Linked DNA regions of Gossypium hirsutum: region 1 is linked to region 2. Evidence: chromatin contacts called from public Hi-C data. All regions are on one chromosome and are shown on one strand. Each heading gives the region's core, a stretch centred on a gene start, on an enhancer-like site or on the middle of the called end of the contact. The rest is flanking DNA. Distances are from core to core; before and after follow the strand shown.

Region 1 (4,187 bases), core at 352-2,851, 260 kb after region 2:
TGCTATGAAAGGGAACCTTTTACCACCAACAAACTAATCTTATCAAGGTAATATAAATATACAAACTACAAGCTAATATATTATGCACTTTTACATTATATATGTCATGCCATTTTGCTCCAATGCAAGCAAACAAAACATCTGTCACTTGCTGTTTTATTATCTAAAATGGGACAATAATTGGTGTTTACATGTATTAATTCAAGATGGCCCCAACCCTAATCATTTGTCTTCTTTCCATTGTGCTCTGAATTCTTTCCCTGGCATGCCTTAGATTATCAAGAACTTCACCTATACTTTTGCTCACTTCTATGTTTATCTCAAGTGCTACCTTGGTTTCTGGGAGATTCAAAGGAACTAATGCCAATGAGTTATCAACATACTCATCATCCTCACTAGTCTCATTTCTTCCATTCATCATGTTAATCTCCATTGTTGAAGCTTTCAAGCTTGAACAACTGATCAAATGAATGGTATTAAATGATCTTGATTATAGTGTATTACACTAGGGATAGGAGTAGAAATGAGGGAATCAAAGTGAGTACCTTGTATCAGATTTAGTACTAGTCCCTGGAGGAGTTGAATTTTCTTCATTGGAACAAATTTCAAAGCTTTTTATGGATGGATTGGCGTCTGATGCACTTCCCTCCACATTTTTTAAGATTTCTGGGACTGCATCTTGAGGGTGTTGAGTACCTGAACTGCTTGCAGATGAAACACTAGAGACTGTAGAGCTCTCAGATGAACTTGACTTCTCTGATTCATCTAAATTGGGCAATATTTTTAGGGATTCAAGCTTCTTCTTCAACAACTTGAACCTCTTCTCTGCTTTGTTCCGTAACTTGGTCTCTTCTTTCAGCTTGTTCTCAAGTTCTAGCAGCTGCAGATTCAACAACAACAAAACAAACGTCATACAAAAAATTCAGATCTTTGCTCTTCAAAACATAATCAAAATGTTCAAAACCCAAATTGAAAGATCAAAAAACTGACCTTACTTTCCATAAGTTGAGCATCTTGTTTTGCAATCTTTGATGCTTGTCTCTCAGCAAGGAGCCTCCCTCTCAAGCATTCTACAGTTCTCATCCCATCATCTCCTCCCACTCTCTTTTCACTAAAACACAAGGAAACCCACCTTAGATTCTGAAGCAGGCGACAATCACAACTTGAAAAAGAAAAAGAAAAAGAAAAATGAAGAACCCACCTGCATTTGATGTCTTCTTTGTTGCAAGCAACCATTTGCATTGTACACTGATCTTAACTTGCAATGACTTCGATTCTTGAATGTCACCAACAACAGATCAGAGTTGACTAAGAAGATTGTACAAAAAAATGGCAACAAAAGTAAGCTTTAGCCTGCAGTAAGCAATGGTGTTCTTCTTCTTGTTTTTCACCTTTTTTTTTTTGTTTCAAAATTTGAAATTTGTTTATGTTTCCCACTTGGAAAGAAGAATCTTTACCGATGGCTCCATCCAAAAAAAAAAAAAACCTCAGTCAGCTAGCAGTGTTGGAAATCCAAGATCAAGGCTTGCTTGGACTCTTTCCCGTCGTCCCCTCAATTGGCTTTATATATTTCATCCACTGAACTATAGAATGTGTCCATTTACGGTAAAAATATCAGATACTTCAAAAATATATATAAGTAATTTAATCTTTGTAAATTTTAGACAGAATATGGAATTTCAACCCCAACTTTATTTATATTTCTTTATTTTTATCTCATTAGTCTTGTTTTAATTCCATTTTGTATTTTACGTTAGCATAAGGAGGTTTTTTTACGTCCAACCTTCCTCTCTTTTTCCATTTTTATTTAAGGATTGAATTGCACTTGATCAATTAAATTAATTTTTTTTTGAAATTTCATTTATTTTTATGGTTAAAAATAAGTTTTTATATATCAGCATAAGATATACGAGACATGCAACATATTACTGTTTGGTTTTTTTGTTTGACATAACAGGTTTAAATAGTAAAAATAGATCAATTTATTTTTTAATTCAATGAATAAAGATTAATTTACCTTTTTTTAGTAGAGTTACAAATTTACGGCACATTTAGTATCTTGGATTCATTATTCCGATTTTGGTTTAATTTTAGATATGATTGGAAACAGCAATCAAAATTGTCTCAAAGATGTATATTCAAACGTAGAAATTAGATGTTATAAAATAAATACCCTAGGAAACAACAGATAATATGACATGCGTAGCATTTATTATTACAAGCATTCAAATTTTGAAATAACATCACGGGCTTTCTACCTGCTTCTGTCACGTGATCCCCCTCATATATCTTTTTCTTTCCTTCTCTCTCTCTCTTTTAATTATCCCAATTCTTATATAATTAATAAAGGCATGGGCATGGGCAATAAAGTGAAAATGGAGTATAATCATATGGCATAATTATAATTACATGATTCCAGAGAATGGGAAATTGGCTTTCACTTCACTCAAACAAACCCAGTTTTACTTATTTTACACTGTTTCTTTATATATATATATATGTTATCTGTACCAACATATCTTTCCCTGTGATGGATATGAATACCCAAATCCTACAGCTTTAAGTACACTCATCATCATCTCCTGGACCTCGGACATTGAAGGAAAGGAGGCCCAACTGAAGCAGGGTTAGTAAACCCGAGTTTGGTCCATTTGACCCTCATATTCTTACCCAATGAGCCCATCAATTAATGCCTGAGTGGACTAGTTTTTTTATATCTTCAAGCTATCTTACCCCAAGATGAGATTCAAAATAAGGTGAAAAGTACAAGGATTTAAATTGCATTTTGTCGTTGTAAATTAGTCATTTTATATTAGATTAAAGACTAAACTGGCCCTTTATTAAAAATTTTTGTCCATTTGTACCATAAAAAGTTAGCGTGGTTGAGAGAATAATTAGATAGTGACACATGGCATGCCACATGTACCTTATCCCGACCAATTTTTAAAAGTAGAAATAGACAAAACTTTTAACCAAAGGAAAAGTTTGCTCTTTGATCTAGCAGACAATGATTAGTTTATCATTTTTTGAGTAAAAGGAACAAAATGTAATCCGACTTTTAATATAGGGACCTTTATAATATTTTTACATTCAAAATAATAAGAATGGTGAAATATTAAAATGAAAGTAAAATATGAGAATAATAAAAAAAAAAACATCAAATTAAACGAGTATGTAAATCCATTGTATATATGCAGTGTTATTAAAATTGAAAATTCTTTATTTAAGTTTTTTGTAATTTATAAAATTTTAAATTGGTAATTTGATCTTCAAAAATAATAAAAATTTGATTTAATATTTTAAAATTATAAAAATGTAATTTATTAAAATGGTGAAATTATATTTTTATAAGGTTAAAAGTATATAATTTAATTGGTTAAAGCAGGTTTAGAATGCTCCTTCTAACCGTACAATCAAGGAACAACAAAATTTGTTAATTATATCAAGTGAATTTATATGGATAGATACAGAATTAAATCAGTAAGAGGGTATGATAGTATAAACCCAACCACATGCGTCCTTGTCATTAAACAAGTGATCTTCATCACCCAATTCATCTCAGCCTTTCACTCTGAAACACCTCCCCATTCCCCATTACTCCAAATATCCCGTGTTACCACTCATATACAATCATGTCCATTCATCATCAACACTTTTGCCACTCGCCTTGACCAGGATTCCCCACAGCCGTTGGATCTCTCCGAATATATCATCACTGGGAAGCTGAAACCTGCAGCACGGGCAAGTGTTCCTCTTCTTCACCCATGGCAATATGCACATCCAATGGAACAAATGCTGGCAGGGGAACTTACACACGTCTCTCCCTTCTCTCATCTCCTCTTTGCATATCACGCACTCAATGCCACCCCCTCTCACCTCCACCGCTGGCAACGCCACCACCGCCGCCGGTGACGCCGCCACCTCCTTCCCTTCCTTCCCACTGCAACCCATTATCCCCACAAGCCTTTTGCACCTCGTCACCATTTCGATATACGGGATCAAAGCAGCACCGTCGAAGATGCCGGTGATGCCGGTGATCTTTAACGTGGTGTTAGAGCATATACTAGTTAACACTTGGCGCCATTCATCGTGAGGTCTCTCGAGCGCTTCGGGGCTATCATGGTATGCTTCACACAGGAACAGTAGGAGGAGCACGGCGTCAAGGTCGCGCTGGTTTATAGCTGTGG
Region 2 (3,696 bases), core at 688-3,187:
TAGAATCTATAATACAACTAGCAGTTCTTGAACATGAACAATCATTCAATGGCATGCCAGAAATAAAGATTGATAAGATAATCAATCCAGCCTGAGAAAGAAATGAAAAATAAATGAAACAAGTATAATTTGAATAGCACAAATGATCAGAATAGGCAGAGCAGCAAAAACAAAAGCCATTCCAAGTAATTTTATGCCCAAATTAATTATCAACAAATGATAAAATCATCAATGCATAAAAACTCATAAAATATAGAACTTGACTGATGCACTTTAACAAATTGTTTAAACTTAAACCAGATAAGTGTAAAATCATCAATGCATAAAAACTTATAAAATATAGAACTTGACTGATGCATTTTAACAAATTGTTTAAACTTAAACCAGATAAGTGTAATATCAATGTTAGTCAAGCAAACTGAGTATGGTATAAAGAAGCAACATTCAATAAAGGTAATATCTCAACAAACGAAACGTGTACAATAAACTATATACACTATTTCTATGAGGCCTACACCAAAACAGAGTAATCTCATAAGCACAACCACGATATTCATAGCAATTAATGTAACAATTATGAAGCAGTGATAAACAAAAACATATAATTTAAGAAGCCAAACATGCAAAGCCATTACACAATTATCATCATTCAGGAAACATTCAAAACCAAAACGAACTTGATATACCTTAGAAATGGGCTTCCTCTTCTTGTCAAGCTTCTCCTTCTTAGCCTTAACACGTTGTGCCTCGGCTAAAAGAGACATCCTCCTAGCAGTCTTCGCATATGGGTTCAACTTCAGCATAGCATTCAAGTTCTTGAGTGGGTTCTTCTTCAAAGGTGCCCTCTTGATCTCCTTCTTAATGGGCTTCACAACCGACTGCACCTCATCAGAGTTGATAATCCTACCCAGATCAGCATTCACCATCTTAGATCGAGGCAGTACGTACCCTTTCTTCTTCTCAGAAGGCTTATCAAATGACCCGTAAATCGTATCCAGCTTCTCGTAAGCCGATTTGGTCCAAATAATGAACCTTCCAAGGTGACCACCAGGTGCCAGTTTCAACAGATTAAGCCTCTCCACGTTGGCAACCTCCACTCCAGGAATGTTACGGAAGGCTTTAACAAGCTTAGCTCCCTCAGTTCCGTAAACAATCAAAGGACCTTTACGGGAAATGTACCTCCGATTCCTCATTTTTCCTTTTCCGGGTCGGATTCCTTGGCTGTCCTTAGCCTTTTCAACATCAGGATATGCTCCGATCTGTTTCAAAACCTTGATTGCACCCGAGGTTTTCTCAACGCTCTCAACAGCGTCAGAAATGACCAGCGGCATCTCCGGTACAGCCTCAATGCGGTGGCCACGTGCCATGACGAGGGAAGGAACAGCGGAGGCGGCGATGGCAGAAGCAACGGCGTAACGCTTCTGGTTAACGTTGATTTTCCGGTGCCAGCGGCGCCAGATCTTGGTAGGAGCAAACATGCGTCCACCGCGACACATGTTTCCGAAAGCACCTTGGCCTGCACGGTGAGTACCCCCACCAGGAACACGAGGGATACGTGAGACGGCACGACCGGTACCCCAGGATTCAGCTGAAGTTTGGTGACCAGCGCGTTTGGAGACGGCATAGGGTTGACGGCTGTTTTTGGATATATTGTCGTGAACGAAGGTGACGATGTCGGGTCGAATCGAGGCTTTCATCACATCAGCGAGAGGAACGGTTGGAGTGGCATCAGTAGCCATGTCGGACTCTATGGTTTGGACGGAGACAAGAGGGCGCGCGGCGGCGGCCATTTTGTAGGGTTTGGGTGAGGAGGGGGAGTGAAGATGGAGTAGAATGAAGAACAGGGAGGAGCGCTAGGGTTTTGAGAAGTGTGGATTATTTATATTCTGTTTTATTAGGAAAAGGGCCGATGGGTAACTAATTTTGGGCTGCTGACCCGAATATAATAACTCTGACTCAAAGCTTAATGTACTTTATGGGTCCATCATAGGACAGCCCGTCCAAATTAATTAATTATATTTGTTTCTTTCCTTAAAAATTATTTCTAAAAAATATATTACTTCTTTAAAAAAAAATAATATCTTCTAATGTTTGAATGATTTTGCATAAAGTATTTTTTATTTTTAGTAAATTTATTTATTTTTATTTCTTAAGGCATCTACCGGAGTAAGTCCTGTAACTAATCTTCCACATTTTGTAGGCTCATTAAGGGGATAAATGCTAGCCACAAGTTTTAAGTTGCTCCATACCCAGAGCGAGGATCAAACCCTCGACCACTGGTTAAGGTAGGAGAGACTCTTACCATCTCACCTAACTTCCATAGTTGGTAAAAAGATTTTAAGTTATTTTCAATGAAATAAACATAACATGAATTATATTTGTTACAAAATATTATAAAAATATTTCTATTTGACAACCGAAATTTATTTTATAATAAAATAATATTTTATAATAATTAATATCTCATATACCTTTAATAATAATCAGTGTCTAATTAAAATTTAATTTGAAGTACCAATAAGTGGTTGGGAGAAGTAAAAGTAGAGTTCTTCCCCCAAGTATTTGGACTAAGTTCGAATCTCGTAGTCCTCATTGTTAGGAATGTTTTATTTGAATTTCACTTCAACCAGAAGAGAATTGGTCTTAAACTCACACATGTGAATACAAAAAAAAAAAAAGTTAATATATAAATGGATAACAGTGCATTGGAGCTCGAAATGATGCATAAAGCTAAGTGGAATTTAAATTATAATATGCATTTTATAGTTCAAAAAATTTATTATAATCTAAAAAAATAGTTCCTACTAAATATTTATAAATTTTTGTATATATTATTAAAATATTAATATAAAATATTAAGTATATATTTAAATTTAAAATTATTTTTAATGTTAAAATTTATTATTAAAATTAAAATTGTAATTTTAAATAATTTTATTAGAATATTATTAAATATAAATATGTATGTTTAATAATATTGAAAATTATAATATTTAAAATTAATATTATATTTTTTAGATATATTAAAATTTCAAAATAAAAATTTATTGTAACAATATTCGACTTTATTCAAATTAGATTTTATATAAAAATTAAGTTATTTATAAGTTTTATTTAAATGATTCATGTTCTTCAAAACTTTAAGAAAATATGAATTATTTTTCGTTAATTAGTAAGTCATTTTTTATTGACCAAATTATTTTTCATAAAACAAACATAGAAAAATATTAAAATAACAAAACAAACACATTTTAAAATTGCTAAAAAGATCTACCAAAAATATTTATTTTAAAATAAACAATTATAATGAAATAAATAAAATATTGATTAATAGGATATAATTTCATACGGGAAGGGAGAAGAGCAGTATATCCCACATTTTACATATTTAAAAATAAATTTAAACTGTCAACTAAATCTTGAGTGAAATGGTAAAGACCTTGATATCAACCCTTTAGGTAACATCAATTCTATATTCAATCACTATACAACACACATGCCTTCAAGCCCTAAACAATTATTACGCCCTTTTATATTTATATATATTTATATATATATTTCGGAATATGTGTTTGTTACATAAATTTAAAATTAGTGAAAAATAGTTGATTGAGTTTTAACTCGATTGACATAAATATTGTTGTCAATGCAGGAGAAAATGGGTTTGAGTGCACTGAAGCGTATTATCCTCCTATT

Evidence for each region. A called contact is a pair of places that touch in the nucleus more often than the background predicts.
Region 1: a contact with region 2 is called in a Hi-C map of leaf, with 3 times the contacts expected there. The contact joins the promoter of LOC107899261 here to the promoter of LOC107898498 in region 2. A contact is called at or near these places in 2 of 34 Hi-C or Micro-C datasets (both in leaf).

The regions. Positions count from the first base shown.
Region 1 is chrD04:43,511,104-43,515,290 of Gossypium_hirsutum_v2.1, forward strand. It overlaps LOC107899261, which reads right to left and starts at 1,602. Exons shown (of 4, transcript XM_016824931.2): 1 at 1,202-1,602; 2 at 991-1,111; 3 at 546-880; 4 at 58-339. The coding sequence starts at 1,242. The coding sequence ends at 321. LOC107899262 (E3 ubiquitin-protein ligase SGR9, amyloplastic) reads right to left here. Exons shown (of 1, transcript XM_016824932.2): 1 at 3,414-4,187. The coding sequence ends at 3,631.
Region 2 is chrD04:43,247,434-43,251,129 of Gossypium_hirsutum_v2.1, forward strand. LOC107898498 (60S ribosomal protein L4) reads right to left here and starts at 1,938. Exons shown (of 2, transcript XM_016823963.2): 1 at 687-1,938. The coding sequence starts at 1,790.